2 separate regions of the Canis lupus genome follow, and region 2 is linked to region 1. The links are chromatin contacts, called in public Hi-C maps. All regions are on one chromosome and are shown on one strand. The core of a region is the stretch at or near the end of the contact, and the rest is flanking DNA. Distances in the headings are between cores, read along the strand shown. Region 1 has its middle 96 kb from the start of TMC1. Region 2 holds the start of ZFAND5 (AN1-type zinc finger protein 5).

Region 1 (2,696 bases), core at 143-2,642:
AAACTCATCAAACTATACACTTAAGATGTGTGCTTTGTGTTGCCTTTGTTATATTGCATTAAAATAAACTAGCTTCCATCTTTAGCAGGCAAAATTAAATTAAAAAACACTTGCATGAGTAATTACATGCAACACACATTCTGCTCCCCTGGCCTTAAAAATGCCTCCACTTCAGAGCTTCCTGAGAATTCTAGCATCTACTCTAGCTGGTCTTCTATGTGCAAAAAAAGCAATGACAATCACCAGGAAAATGATCTCCATGCTTTAGAGACTAGAAGCACTATTAATCAGTTTCTGGGGTGATGGGACTTAAAAACCAGGCAATTACAAGCATTCGCCTTGAGTCATCAGCATCTCGACACCCTTGAAAGAAGAAATGGGGGAAAAACTGATGTGTTTTTAGGCAAAGGGATAGAAGGAGGTCTGAAGGAGGGCCTAAAGGGAGAGCAACCTTAAGAGAAAGCCCACACAGCATGGGTGGCACAGTTGGTTGAACATCCAACTCTTGCCTTGGGCTCAGATCACTATCTCAGGGTCCTGGGATCCAGCCCTGCATCAGGCTCTGTGCTCAGTGGGGAGTCTGCTTCTCCTCCCTCCTGCTGGTGGTCTCTCTCTCTCTTTCAAATAAATAAATACATCTTTAAAAAAGAAGATGACACTGGTACTGTAGATACTGAAGTAGGAAAAAAATAAACAGGGTTTTTGACAGCATTGAACCACTGGATCAACCCTTACCTGAAGGCCATTCTAATGCTGGACTTTTCCATTTATAAGAAATAAATTCCCTTATGATTCAAGCCAATTTAAATTAAAGCCACTTTAACTGATTCAGTAATTATGTTCTGTACTATGTGACCCCCAACAATGGCCGAATATGAGTGGAAGAGAGAGAGCACCAGACTCTTGAGCAAACAATATGCGGTCTGGGCAGGAGTCTATGAGGCAGCCAGATACAAAGGCTCTAATAGGGACATCATATCTAGGGAAGTGACTGACCAGAATCAATCCATTTGGTTTCATGTCCTTCGGTAAGTCTACTAGTAGCCCCAAGAATATTTGAATTTGGGGAGCCCGGGTGGCTCAGTCGGTTAGGAACCCGGCTCTCAATCTCAATTCAGGTCTTGATCTACAGGGTCATGGGATCAAGCCAGGAATCAAGCCTGGAGTCAAGCTTGGCACTCAGCAGGGAGTCTGCTTGAGGTTCTCTCTCTCCCTCTCCCTCTGCCCCTCCTCCCTCCTCTTCCTCATTATAAGAGAACTTAGAAGCAAAGAAAAATAATGATTACACTCTCAGACCCCCACACATCACATTGCACAGCCCTAGTCATTCCCATAACCAGTCAGCGACACCTTGCCCCTTGCAGGAGGGAGAGAAAATAACCGGTACTCCCACCGGACACGGCAAGGGCTTATGAGACACATGGCTAGAGACGAGCAACATCCCCACTGACTGGCCAGTTCCAAAATGCAAATCAGCCTGAGAAGCTCAGCTATATGCCTGTTCCTGTTTTTCTGATTCTGGCTTTGGGTGGAGATCTCTAACTTCCTTATTTCCCCCTGAGTCCTTTTAAGAAGCCCTTCTCAATTGCCACGCTTCTCTGCTTTGAAAACTCAACACTATTTTCAATACATATCCAATTTTCTCCAACGAGGTCTCTCAAAGAGAGTCTATGTTCCCTCTAATAAAATGTACTCTTATTTTTTTTATGTGTAAGAAAAGAGTCTTTTCTGAACCCAGGGCAACATTGTTTCAGCAACCTTGACAAGCCCAGGCTGAGACCACAGGTTTTGCGGCCCTGGCTTCCACCAGATGGCGCAGTCGCTGGTTCGCACACCCAGAGGCCTGCAAAACTTTGCCTCAGCACTGAGTAAACACCAACAACAGCTTCACAAAACTCACCACTTCCCCCCCTTCCCGAGAGAGAAATCGTCACTGTGACTGGCATGCTGGACACTTACCAAGTGTTTCAGAGGGTTTTCCTTAGAGGTAAGATATTGAGCCAAGCCCCCAGGTAGCAATGGTGACCTCTGAGAGCGTAGTGGGAGAGATGACACTTCAGCAAATATCACACACCTAAACACACGGCCACAAACTCTGATTTGTGCTACAGAAAGAAGCAAAGGTACCTGGTTGTTAATGCCACACAGGACCCACCAGGGGACGAGGCAGGGGTGGAATCCAAAGAGGAAAAGGAGCTAAATTATGGAAGAGGGAACAGGAAGCATTTCCCCAAACAGAAGGAACAGCAGATAAGAAGACACGGAGGCTGAAAGGATTGTGGCACGTTGGAAAGGCCAAGAAAAAGAGAAGCCAGAGCTTTCAAACTGAGGATAAATGCAAAAGAAAGGAAGAGAACTGAATTGATCTCATTGGAAGTCCTCAGTTTCATTAAGCATTTATAGAGTGACCCCTAAGTTTATATCTCTGATCACCTCCCTTGGAGTTCCATATATGTATGTCCCTGCTTGCTATATGCACTGAGTTGGGTTTTTTCTTTTTTCAAGATTTTATTTATTTATTCATGAGAGACACAGAGAGGCAGAGACACAGGCAGAGGGAGAAGCAGGCGCTCTGCAGGGACCCCGATGTGGGACTCTATCCCAGGACCCCAGGATCATGACCTGAGCCGAAGGCAGATGCTTAAGCACTGAACCACCCCGGTGCCTCCACTGAGTTGTTTCAAAGGCACACTCAA
Region 2 (2,696 bases), core at 56-2,555, 180 kb after region 1:
TAAAAAAAAATAAAACAGGTTCCTGAGCTCCACCCCAGACCGACCAAAAGCACCTGCAGCGGAGCAGGGGAGCCGCCTGGGAATCTTTCAAAATAATCACTCCAGGTGATTTCTCTGGTCAGCAAGTCTGGGGAAACACAGAAGGGACCTGTGTCGCTCCGTTCTAACGGCGGCTCCTGTAAGCCCTTAAACATCACTTGTACTTTTCAGTAGGGCCACTGCTGACGACCAAAGTTCAGAAGCACTTTCTGTCTTAGTAACTCTGTTCTTTTGAGCTGAAGTCCCCGGGAGGGATCAGCTGTGAGGAGGGTGTTTTGCTGCTGCTGCTGCTGCTGCTGCGGAAGGAGCCCCGGGCCGGCCTGCGCCTCACTCCTCCACGGCCTGATCCCTCCCGGCCGTTGAACTTCCTCCTGCAACTGTGCCCCGGTCCTGGGCTCTGCCTCAGGTCTAGCTTGTTTGTCCCGCAGCTCCAAATGTCTTGAGCAGAACATTGGGTGCTTTCCTAGTTCACGACGCTTTGCTGGAATAGTCGATTTCCAGGGATTTTACAGGCTGGCCAAAACAGTTTGTTCCGAACAACCACGCCGGGGCCGCCCGGGCCAGCCGCCTGGCAGCCAGTCGGCCGAGCGCTTCCTGACTCGGCACCACCACCCGTGACCTTGGGCGGGCCACGAGCGCCGCCTGCCCCGCGGCTGCCCGGCGGCGACCGGGCCTCCGGCGCGCGGGGCGGGGGGGACCCTCGAGCGCCCGAAGGGGCTTCAGGGCAACGGGGCCGGGGAGGCCTCGAAAGCTGGCGAGAGGAGAGGAGCTCTTTTCCTTTTCTCCAGGCAAACCTCTCCCACTCACTCCGGGGCGGGGGCGGGGGCGGGGGCGGGGAGGGGGAGGGGGCGGGCGGCGGTTAGGGGAGTGAGGAGGAAAAGGAAATGTCGGCCAAGGGCTCGAGACAAAGCGTGAGAACTCAGATGGCGAGAAGCGGGCTTGAGCGAGAAAATCGGAAGGAGGAAGGCTGAGGGCGGACAATCGGGTTAAAAATAGAAACGCGTTCTCCACAGGACTCGCTCCTCGCAGCTCCACCCCGGGGGCCGGCGGCCCCGCAGTGACTCGGCTCCGCGCGACGGGCGGCGGGGGCCGGGCTGGACTGGGCCCGGGGCCCGGGGGGCGGGGCGTCGGGCCCGCGACGTCACCGCGCTCCCCGTCGCCGCCGTCGGGGGTTTCGCTGACGCACAGGCCCCGCCCCCCTCCCTCTTCCCCTCACTGCCCGAGAGCCCGGCGGGGAGAGCGCGTCAGTCGGCCGGAGCGCGGGACCCGGGTGCACCTGGACTTGAGGCTCGCCCGCTCCCGGGAGCCACGCAACTTCCGCGGCCGTAGCCGAGGCGACGGAGAGCACCACCAGCGGGCCCTCGCGGCGCCCAGGCCTGCCCCCGCGCGTCCCGCTCTCCCTCGGAGTCGGCCCAACCCGCCGCCGGCGGAGGCGTGAGGCGACGACGGGCGAGTGCCGGCGAGCAGCGATAGCCGCCGCGGCCTCCGGTCCCCCCTCCGCCGCCTCCGCTGCCCCCCCTCGCTTCCCTCCTCCCACTTCCCGAGCTCCGGCGTGTCCCGGCCACGCTCGGTGCTACTGCAGGAACAAAGGAGGACCCCGCGGCGGCAGCGGCAGCGGCAGCGGCAGCGGCAGCGCCACCTCCGCCTCCGCCCCGCTCCCGGCCCGCGGCGGCCGCTCCGGGGCGCCCGGCTCGTCCCTCCCGGAGGCCTGGGCCCGGCCCCACCGCGCCGGCGTCGCGCGAGCCCGGCTCCTGCGCTCCTGCCCCCGCAGGGTGAGTGGTGCGGGGCGGGGGGAGGGCGCCCGGCGGCTCGTGCCGGGCCGGGGGGTGGGAGTGGGGGGCACCGGGCGGCCGCGGGCCCCTGGCGGAGCCTCCGGGGGCGGGGGGCCAGCCGGCCGGCTCAGGGAGCACAAAGACGGAGGCGTCATCCTGCCGTCGTGGCCCGAGGTCCGGCGCCCCCGGCCCGCCCGCACCGGCTCCCGCTCCGGCCGGAGAACAATGCCCGGCGTGTGGGCTCCGGGCCTCCTCCGCGGCCGCCCCGGCCGCCTTCGGCGCGGCGCCCGGCGTGGGCAGCCGGACCCGGAGAGACAAAGGGACCGCGGCGGCGGCCGCGCCCCCGGCCCCCTGCTCGCCGCACCCCCTCCCCCCCGCCCCCCAGGTCGCCGCCGCCGCCTCCGAGGAGCCGGTCCGAGCCGGTCGGAGCCGGGGGTCGGCGCGGGCCCGACCCGGCCTGCGGAGCTGCTGTTCTGCATGACTCAGTGGTTTTTGGAGGAGGCCCTGCTGCTGGGCTCTCCCGAGCCAGGCCTCGGCTTAGAGAGGGGCATGGGGGGACCGATGGGGTCCGGGGCTTGTTCGGAAATCCGCTGGAACGTGGCTGGGGGGATCTTCTGTCGTCGTGGTTTTAGTTTTGCCAGCGTCGCTGCGTTTTTCGCCCGAGATCCCTTCCATGAAGGAAATGGAGCACCTTCCCCTTTGTTTCGTGCATTTAGGCTGGTGAACGTGAAATTCTTGCTCGCTTTCCACGCACTCCGTGGAGCTGTGTTTTGAGGAAAGGCCCATGTTATTTTTATTGAATGCCTTCTCAGAATCTGGTCTAAGGACATTAGGATAAAGAAGTGTGTATATAGGTCACACAGCCCCTGGTTTTAAACCTGGCTT

Evidence for each region. Hi-C and Micro-C count contacts between places; a contact is called where the count stands out from the background.
Region 2: a contact with region 1 is called in a Hi-C map of blood, with 5 times the contacts expected there. The contact joins the promoter of ZFAND5 here to the enhancer-like site in region 1. A contact is called at or near these places in 4 of 9 Hi-C or Micro-C datasets (amygdala, blood and skin fibroblasts).

The regions. Positions count from the first base shown.
Region 1 is chr1:85,912,254-85,914,949 of UU_Cfam_GSD_1.0, forward strand. No RefSeq gene overlaps it. Among named protein-coding and RNA genes, the nearest start is that of TMC1, 96 kb to the left of the region's middle. Within about 2 kb of position 1,393, at least 10 of the 20 cell types and tissues checked have an H3K27ac peak or open chromatin away from gene starts, as enhancers often do. A contact at or near this core is called in blood, where this site is marked.
Region 2 is chr1:86,092,217-86,094,912 of UU_Cfam_GSD_1.0, forward strand. ZFAND5 (AN1-type zinc finger protein 5) reads left to right here and starts at 1,306. Exons shown (of 6, transcript XM_038527078.1): 1 at 1,306-1,811. It overlaps LOC106559434 (a long non-coding RNA gene), which reads right to left and starts at 689. Exons shown (of 6, transcript XR_005354173.1): 1 at 1-689.